Regions from separate parts of the Mus musculus genome. Here region 1 is linked to region 2. A link is a contact called in public Hi-C data. All regions are on one chromosome and are shown on one strand. The core of a region is the stretch at or near the end of the contact, and the rest is flanking DNA. Distances in the headings are between cores, read along the strand shown.

What was found. A called contact is a pair of places that touch in the nucleus more often than the background predicts.
Region 1: a Hi-C map of regulatory T cells shows a contact between it and region 2, with 4 times the contacts expected there. The contact joins the promoter of Dpy19l4 here to the promoter of 1700123M08Rik in region 2. A contact is called at or near these places in 7 of 39 promoter capture datasets (the C10 cell line, cranial neural crest, hippocampal neurons and 2 more), 4 of 484 Hi-C or Micro-C datasets (embryonic stem cells, pre-B cells and regulatory T cells) and 1 of 9 other capture datasets (adipose tissue).

What each region holds. Positions count from the first base shown.
Region 1 is chr4:11,318,764-11,323,655 of GRCm38.p6, forward strand. It overlaps Dpy19l4 (dpy-19-like 4 (C. elegans)), which reads right to left and starts at 3,374. Exons shown (of 19, transcript NM_001081201.2): 1 at 3,237-3,374. The coding sequence starts at 3,252.
Region 2 is chr4:11,965,309-11,970,216 of GRCm38.p6, forward strand. 1700123M08Rik (RIKEN cDNA 1700123M08 gene) reads left to right here and starts at 1,266. Exons shown (of 5, transcript NR_040577.1): 1 at 1,266-1,375. It overlaps Pdp1 (pyruvate dehyrogenase phosphatase catalytic subunit 1), which reads right to left and starts at 1,142. Exons shown (of 3, transcript NM_001098230.1): 1 at 994-1,142; 2 at 306-340. The coding sequence starts at 336.

The DNA.
Region 1 (4,892 bases), core at 2,124-4,623, 640 kb before region 2:
ACCACAGGCCCAATTGGTGAGAACAACTCCCATGCATAAGGCTCAGGGAACGTTGCAGAAGAGAGGTGGAAAAATTGTTAAGAGGCAGAGGATAAGGAGTTTGCTGTGAGCCTCTGTCTCCTAGGAATGGCAGAAGCTACAGCCATGAAGTCTCACCAACGTGACTGCCTGAACATGACCCAAACAAGAGCAATAATGGACATGCCAACATAGACAAGGAAGCAGATGGTGGTGGCAGACGCCGTTAATCCCACAGCTCTGGAGGGAGGCAAAGGCAAGAGGCAGATTTCTGAGTTTGAAGCCAGCCTGGTCTACAGAGTGAGTTCCAGGACAGCCAGGGAAGACAGAGAAACCCTGTGTCACAAACAAAACAAACAAACAAACAAACAAACAAAAAACAGCCAGAAAAACTAAAGACATCTAAGGAACACTGAGAGTTGGAGAAATAGTCTACCCCAGGGGAAGAGCGTACACCATGGGTTATCCAATAACAAATGCTCAACCCTGAAAACACACATACAAGTCCCACTATACCTACTGAACAGTATATATTTAGGACTATATGTATGTATATTCCTATACATATGTGCATACAGCAACAGCTAATGAAAAGGAGGCCATGAACTTGAAAGAGAACAAGAAGGGGTGTACGTCAGGTTTAGAGGGAGAACAGGGAAGGGGGGAGTAACGTAATTGTAACTACCATCTTAAATATAATATATATATATTTTTTTTTTAAGAAAAAGAAAAAAATCATTCATTTTTAATGTCAAGTTTAGTTGCATTAAATTTTAGCAGCAATAACAGTACAACCTGAGCTGGGTCTGGTGACTTACTGCTATGATCTCAGCACTCAGGCAGGCAGGTCTCTGTGAGCTCAAGGCCTCCAAAGCCAGTTCCAGGCTAGCCAGAGCTACATAGTAAGACCGGACAAAGACCGCATGTATTTTAGCCAATTTATCTACTTTGTCATTTTTGCCTGGCCCTAAAAACCAGAAGCTAATTGAGTGCAAACTTCTCACCTCATCTCTATCATTGTTCATCGAACTTCACAACTGAAAGACAAAAGTAATGTTATGGTGATGATATAGTTAGGCAACAGAGCTTATTAAGTCCTGGGTGGTACATGCCTTTAATTCCAGCAGAGGACAGCCTGGTCTACAGGTTCACTTCCAGGACAGCCAGGGCTGCACAGAGAAACCCTGTCTCAAAAAACCAAAGGAAATGAAAGCGAGCGAGAGAAAGAGAGAGAGAGAAGAGAAGGAAAAAGCCAAACTAAATGATGACTACATATCCACAAGAATAACCTTGCTACTTCAATCTCTAGTCCCATCATAGGCACATGAGCCAACAGAGCTACAAACAGGCTTCCAGATGTCCATGTAGACTAGAAAGGGTCCAAGAGAAATGTTAACACTGTTCTCCTCAAAGCCTGTGTCTGTTTCAGGAAGCATCAATGCAAGCACCATTGCACACACAGTACAGGAGAGGCGTCTGGAAGAACATTTACTTCCAGGGACAGCTGGACAACAAAGAGGCTCCTGAAGGACCTGAGAATAAGCCAAAAGCTATAAACTGTACCTGACCTGAATTCAAACAAGAATATAGAGACTGGCCTAATTTTAACATAATAAATACACGATATGTAAACAGAAGGGATTCGGGGAAATTCCTGACACGGGACGTGTTTGCTGTAAATATTATCATCACAAACATCATTACAATAAATATTTATACTTTGTTGACTATTATATCCCAGCACCCAAAAGAATAGAGACTTAGCCAAGGAATTAAATATTTGTTGAAAGGACCCATTATTTTAATAAAACTGCCACCCAGTAATTGTCCTGAATAAAACACATGTTTTTAGATTACCTGTAATTCTATAACCAAAAATCATTTAACAGTTTATAGTCAACTACTTTTACAAAATGATATAGCCTTTTAAAAAGGTCCACATCATAGTTATTAAGTATAATAATTCCATCTTAAATGCAATTTCTGCATATTTACAATATCAAGTTTTAGTGGCACTGTGCGATTTTTCTCCTGTGTTAAGTATTAATGTGCTCACAAAGACAAACTGGTTTATCAACCTACCCACACAGATTTGTAACTAATCACAAAAATAAAGTTTAAAAAAAATCTTTGTCAAATGATAACACATTGCAAACACAGATATAGCTATAGCTAAAGAAAAAAGAGGAATTACATTCTTCCTTACCAGCAACCTGTTTTGAGGCTGGTTTTAGGTAGTATCTTAAATGTGCATGAAATTTAACACGAAGAGCTGCAGGAAGAGGAGGAATGGCTGAATCATGACCTCAGGGACAGGACATCTAGTCCCAGTCAGCATGTACTTCTAATAGTCTTTTGAAAAATGGCTTTCCATTGAATTCTTCAAACTCCCTTCTTGTCTCCTTGGTTCAACGGCTTAAATCTAAACCAGATAACTAACGGTCGCATTCACAACTCCACTCAGTAAGATAAAAACTGCTTTCCAGCAGAATGAAACATGTAACTGTTCATCCGAGCGAATGAAGTCCAAGAGCTCAATCGTGCATACACATCCCATGAAGTTACTATGCCACCAATACTTTTTTACACTATGTATCGTACACTGCTAAGTTTTTTGCCGCTTCCTATCTTTTGCTCACTGTCCAAATCCTCTATGGATAAATATTGCTGGCTAAACAATAAATTCCCTTGGCACTGACCCTGAGGAGCGTGCAGAGCTCTCTCCAGTCCATTAGTTTTAACCCTAAAACTGACCTCCTCCTCCCCTAAAACCACTTACATGCCCCTGCCCTTTGGCATTTGTTATCCATTAGAGCACAAGTGAACTCCGTCAGGTTCTGCGCGTCCATCCCAGATCCCAGCCTCAGTTTCCCGCGAGGGGTGCGATCCCTCCCATTCTGCACCCAAAGCTTCCAGCCTGGACCAGAACCCACCCAAGCTCGTCCTGCTTTCCACTGCGGAGCAACTCCGGACCCGCAGCCCCGCCACCCAACAACAGCTTCCTTTCCGAGACTCCTGACTTTAAGTTCCACTTCTGCGTCCTATTTCGGGAGACGAAACTTTGGGCCATTTTCTCGGCTCGCGCCCGGTTCCACTGCAAACTCGGGGGCGCGCGCCCCCGCCCGCCCTGCTCCCCGCGGCCCGCAGCCAGCAGTCAGGCCCGGCCCCTCTCCCGAGCCCGCCGCGGCAGTTGGCGCGCTACACGCCGGAGCCTTCACCTTCTTCCTTTGCCATCGTCTCCGCGGAGACCCGAGTGGCCCTACGGCTCCCGAGCAGCCCGGAGTCTCCCAAACCTCCGAGTATCCAAACCCCGCGGCCGCCCCGGCCAGCTCCCGGCTGCCGCGCCCCCACTTCCTGACCCGCCCCCCTCTGGTGTCTCCGCCAACTGGGTCCCTCCAAGGCGCTCCGGGAACCAGAGTGCAGGGAGCGGGGCCCGGCCGGAGCGTTTCGCTAGAGCGCCTCAGCCATGCCCACGATGGCCACGGGATGGCAATGCTCCTGGGAGGAGCGAGTCCCCGCCGCCGCCCTCGCTCCTTGCTGAGCCTCACAGGAAAGCAGGAGCCAGAGCAAGCTTTTCGTGACGCTGGGATCCGTCTCAGAAAGTCATAGACTGTAGGCCAGATCCAGTCCCTATGTCCGGCCGATTTTTCAAACAGAAAACGGAGTTTCAACTGCAGAGCAACGAGTCCTGGACTTGTTACGATGATTTCAAAGCCAGGCAAGACGTTCTAGGCAGGTCCTTTGGATTAGTAGATGTTTGTTTGTTTGCTTGTTTGTTTTTGAGACTGGATCTCTCTATATGGCCAAGGCTGCTCTCAACTTGCCTCAGGTTCCCTACTGCTGCAATGGCAAGAGTGATACACAGTTTGGTTTAGTAGACACTTGGCGGCTACAAAAAAGTTTGTACCAGGTTATTCCCTATTGTAATCCCAGACCGTGACAAGTAGAGGAAGGAGGTTCATTATCAAGGCCAACCTCAGCTACATAAGCAAATTAAGTTATTATCATATAAAAAAGGAAACACAAGAGAGAGCAACGTGTCAATCACGAAAACTGCCTTGAACAAAATGTTTGCTCATGTCAATATTCTGGAAGAAAGCACAATAGTACTTTATAGTCTGCTATGAGGAATGTATAGAGATTATTTCATAACAATAGAATGCAGTTTAATTTTGTTGTGCAGTGCATGACTCATACTGAGAACACTGTGGCACGCCTTCAGTTGGCCCAAAAGCATGAGTGAACAGCCACTTCAAAAAAAGGATAGCTGTCTGTCTGTCTTTCTTTCTCTTTCTTTCTTTCTTTCTTTCTTTCTTTCTTTTTCTTTCTTCCTTCCTTCTTTCCTTCCTTCCTTCTTTCCTTCCTTCCTTCTTTCCTTCCTTTCTTATGTAGGCCTCCTATAGTAATTCACAGAAACTCCTAATTTTTTTTCCTATAATGCCTGGTTTCTGGATCTGTTCTGATTCTGTGGGATCCTGATCTAGTGATATTGGGGGTCCAATCCTACATTCAGGAGGGACGGGGGGGGGGGGGTTAGAGCACTTGTTTCTGGTTAATTGGGAGTTCAGCCAGAGCCACCAGTTCTTTTTCTGCCTTGCCTTGGACTCAGAGTATACCCTGGTGATACTGGAGGCTGAGAAAATTAGAGGCCCAGCGCTTGAGCTCCCATTGGCAGGGTTTCAACACTTAGGTTGCACAACACAGCCAAGGAACCACAAGGATGTTCCACAACACTAGGTTCATGTCTAGGGTTTGGAGAGGCCCAGCACAGGATGTCTAGCTGAGACAGGATATCTAGTTGAGACAGGATGTCTAGCTGAGACTAGAAGCTGTGACAGAACCCAGAAAGGCCCAGCCTAACTGAAATGGGAAAA
Region 2 (4,908 bases), core at 16-2,515:
CTGGAAACGCCTAGCCATTTCACAGCTCAAGTTCAGTGTCTACAAGAATGAAGAAAAGCCATTATCCTTAAAACACAAAGAACCAAACCAGCACTTGTTTGGTCAGTTTCGTGTGTCCCAGAATATCACACTTAAGCTATCAAAAAATAAAAATAAAAATAAAATCTGGTCCAGAGCGCCTTTGTCTCCTTTTCCTTATCTCACCCTTTAATTCCATGAGGACCCCTAGAGCCATCCATTCATACACAAAATCAGTCACCATCCTTCCCTGGGTACCCAACACAGGTAGTTATGTGAATACCTACCAATTCGTCTGGGCCCGGGACACACACACATTCTCCTGTCATCACAACACGGAGCCGACAACATCCACAACCCGCGCGGACAGCAGCAGCGACAGCAGCAGCGGCCCATTGAAAGCAAAGCAGAGATGCTCATTAGAGGAGGCGGCGGCGGGGAGGCGGGAGCGGAGGAGGGGCGAGGTCTCGCAGCAGCCCAGTGAATGGGCTGGGAGGGGAGGAGAGAATGGAGGGGGGAGAAAGGGGAGGGGAGAAGAAGAAACCAAACAAACCCACCCGGCAGGCGAGGCGGCATCACAGCCCCCGGCGGGCAACTCCAGGAGCCCGGACAGGCGCACCGCCGCCGCTCCATGCAGCCAGCGCACCGAGCCCACAAGCACTCAGCATCTTCAGGCCCGCCCGGCCCCACGCCGCGCCCGCTTCCGCAGAGCTCCAGGCACAGCCCGCCGTGGGCAGCCGGCTCCGCCACGCGGGGCCAAGCGTGTCAGCGGGGAGCCGAGGCAGACACGCCCGGGCCACAGCGGGCGCCCCGCGCGCTGACAGCCGGGTGCCGCCCGGGACCCGCGGCAGCTCCTCGCGACCGAGGCTCCGCGCGCACCCGGCCCTCCACCCGCGGCCGCTCCCCACGCGCGCCCTCCACTTCACCGCCCTGACGCCCCCTCACGACTCGGCAGCGGTGGACGAGGATACCAACCGGGCACAGTCGAGCACCCGCTGCGGTCTGCCCCGGGTGGCGGCCGCACCCCTCCGTGCGCGTCCTTCCCTCACTCAGCACCACGCAGCACCCCGGCGCGCTGCAGCTCGGCCCAGGCCAGCCCACTCCGCGCCCCTGCCTCGCCCGGCCTCCACCCTGCCCCGCCCCCACAGGCGCTCTTGAGCTCTTCGCCTTCTGATTGGCTGCGCAATGGCGGGTGGGCGGGACCCGGAGGGCCAGAGGGGCGGGGGGCGGAAGAGGGCGCGCTCCCCGCCAGTTTTGTGACGTCACGGAGGTCAGACAATCCCTTCCATTTGGCGCGGCTAGCCTATTGGTTCCACGCGTGCGCGCGCCCCGTGACCACGCCCTGTTGCTGGTGAAGGTGGGTTTGCGCGTGCCGCGAGGTGGACAGCCTTGGTTGGGTTGCGTTTGGACTCCCAGATGGGGAAGCGCCTGGGCGGGATCCAGCATCCCTGAGCGCGTGGCGCTTTGGTAGCCAGTTGCTTCCTGGCGGGCGGGCTTTCGCGAATGCCTGGCACTTCTGCTGGGCCCCGCGTGCTGCTCTGGGCTGGCCTGAGAGCCAAGCCTCCTCTGCACTGGGCTGCCCCAGGTAGACCGCGGGAACAACACAATTGAGGCGTGGCAGAGCGTCTCGGCGGTGTCTCGCTTCATTCATTCAAGATCAAGTTGCTGATTTTAGGGTTATTAGGTCGGATTGATAGTCAATTATTTTTATGTCTCCGGGCTAGGAAGCTGTAAACAAAAGCAAAAGGAAGTTTGATGAAGGAATTCTTATCTTTGTAGATAAGAATAACACGAGTGCTCTTGTTCTTGGAAGGACTTTGAAATCAGCATTCCCTCCTTGGTCCCTGACTCATTCAGAGTTATGAATTTTAAAATGCAGCCAGTGAAAGTGGGAAGAGCACTGAACTTGGAGTCAGAAGAGCCTTTCAAGTTATTCCCAGTGACAAAAATCCATCTTCCTCCCATGAGACTCAGTTTGCCTATCTGTGGGGTGAGGTTAGGCTTAAGATGTGCTAAACAACACACTAAGGGTTCTTGCTGCCATCTGCGGTTGTCTCTTTATGGGACAGTGCCTTCTTCACTTACCTACATCCACATAGATGCCATCTTCATGACATGAAACTTTCTTGGGAGAAGCTATGCTTCTGCCCAGTGTTAATGAGTTTACGTTGATTTATTCTACACCTTATTAACTAATAAAGTTTACAAAGTAATTTGGACTAGATAGATGAACTCCCAAGTTTACTGTGAAATTTTATTAATCCTGAAGTATTTAAATTTTTATGTAATAAAGGAAAAACCTTATATAACCAAACCTGCAATTCATAATTCCCCAAATCTTTCAAGCTGCCTCTATTTCTAAACTGGAGAATTTGCTCATCCCCAGAAGAGGCTTACGGGCAGAGATGATTGGTGAGGGGGAAAATATAGGTACCTTTCCCCAACCAAGAACAAACAAGCCAAGATCCCCATCAGTCCCCTGCCTTCCCCTCTTGGAGAAGAGATACATTTATCCTCTCCTAACAACAATCAAGATTAGCCATTTCTACTTAGAGACAGTCCCAATATATCTGATGCAAGGGTTTAGTTTGGTGTGTACACAGTAAGGCAAGAGTGTATCCTCAGCGTTTTAGGGAGAATGCCATATTCCCGGACTTTGCCTATGCATAGTTGACTGTGTGTCTAATTAATGTCAGGTGCACTACAGACAGGAACCTGCACAGATGAAAACAGTGAATGCAGGCCCTAATCTACCAGGAAAAAGAAAAGCTCTCATATTACAACCCTTATCAACCAAATTTTCTTGAACTCTCGGAAAGGAAATCCCGAACAATAATTTCATCCCTCAGTACTCTTCGTGTAGCCTACTGTCAACCTATATCTTTTTCTAGTCTGTTATTGCTTCATTTCAATTAAGTTATTGTGTGATTTTTTTGCAAATCTGCGTGAGGCCTTATTTTCAGTTCTCTGGATTAAGAGACCAAGAACCTAGAAACGCCTGACTGCTGACTTCTTTACATAAGAATTGTAAATAATGAGATTCCAAAATTCATGCCTCAACAGCAGATGACCTTGAAGGCTATCACAGTAGTCAAACTTGCTCATAACACAGTGCTATCCGCGTCGCATAAAGTTCTCTTTTCAAACTGATTTTTGTATCTGCATGAGAATTTCCAACTTATTTTACTATGTTCAACCTTTTAGTTTTCTACCTGGATAGTATTGATTTCCCCATCTTATTCTGGCTTTTGGATGACCTGTCTATATTTGAAAATAATGCTGATTCTCAGAAAGAAAAAAAAAAGTAACTTGCCACGACTAAATATAGTCAAAATAATTTGTCACCAAGATTGAATGCCAAGATATTTCTGGAATTGGGATAAAGCCTCCTCAGAGTGATGACTTTGAAATAGTCTCAGAGGTGTAAGTTCTATTCTCTAGTTACATGACTGAGTGACATGCATATTGTGAAATGCCAGCCCACAGCGATTCCAACTCCTGTGTCCTGGATGAAGTTCTCTGCCTTGACTCTCTTCTGGCTTGGCCTTCCTCTCTTTCTGGGTGGAATCCACCCAACTGGACTTACTTCAGTAGTGCTGTTATTATGTGGCCAGGGCCAGGACAGATCTGTGGGGTTTCTGCTGTAACTTGATTGTTTGAGCCACCAGAATACCTGTTGGTATTTCAACCTTGAAAGATATTGAGAAGTAACATGAAAACAACCTAGGATTATCATAGAGACAGAACAGGCAGAGAGAAAGCAGGGTCTTTGAAAAATTAACTATGTCTATCCTACACAAGTACCTTTGAGATACTAACACAGAGATAAGTGACCAGTAACATTTAAGTTGTTCTCTTGGCACACAGCATATGATCCAGTAGCCTCAGAGGTCCCAGCCAAGAAGCTTAAAATAAACCTACATAGGAGTGTAACATGTCAGCCTGATGGTTACTGTTTGCCTTTGGCCAAAATCAGTTAGAAGGAAGAGAGGCTGGTTCTCCATATTCCTCCTGATTCTCTACAGGTCTTCTGGGAAATCAGCAAGTAACTAGTAACTAGTAACTAATCAATCAATGCTTGCTTTCTTGGTGTTAAGGTGAGTCTTAAAATTAATGGTACTTGGAGTATGTCTTAATCACTGTTCTATTGCTCTGAAGAGACACCATGACTAAAGCAGCTTACATAAAAGAAAGTATTTGATTGGGGGCTTGCTTACAGTTTCAGAGGGTTAGTCCATTGCGTCGTGGCATACAGGCAGGCATGATGCTGGAGAAACTACATCCTGATCCCAGGCAGCAGGTACAGAGACTGGGTGGGCCTGACTTGGGTTTCTGTAACCTCAAAGCCCACCCCAGTGTGCACACCTCCTTTAACAAGGTCAGCATACCTCCTATTCCTTCAAAGCAGTTCACTAACTGGAGACTAAGCATGTAAATACATGAGCCTATGGGGGGCCCTTCTCATTCAAAGTACCACATCCCACTTCCTGCACCCCATAGGCTTGTAGCCATATCATAATGCAAGATGCATTTAGTCCAACTTCAGAGGACCCCAGAGTCTAAGTATCAACACTGTTTAAAAGTCTAAAATTTCTTCTGTAACTTAAGACAATCTCTTAACTGTAACCCTGTATAAAAGAAATAATAATAAAAAAAGCAGATCACATACTTCTAACATACAATGGCACAGAATATACATTACCATTCCAAAGGGAGGAAAGGGCACATAGTGAGGAAATACTGGACCAAAGCAAGACTTAAATAAAACCTAGCAGGGAAAACTCCAAATTCGGTGTCTCCATGTCAAAGTCTCTTCAGATCTACAGCTCCCTTCAGCTTTGTTGACTGAAACACTTCTCTCTTTGGGTCTGGTTCCACACCCTGTTAGCA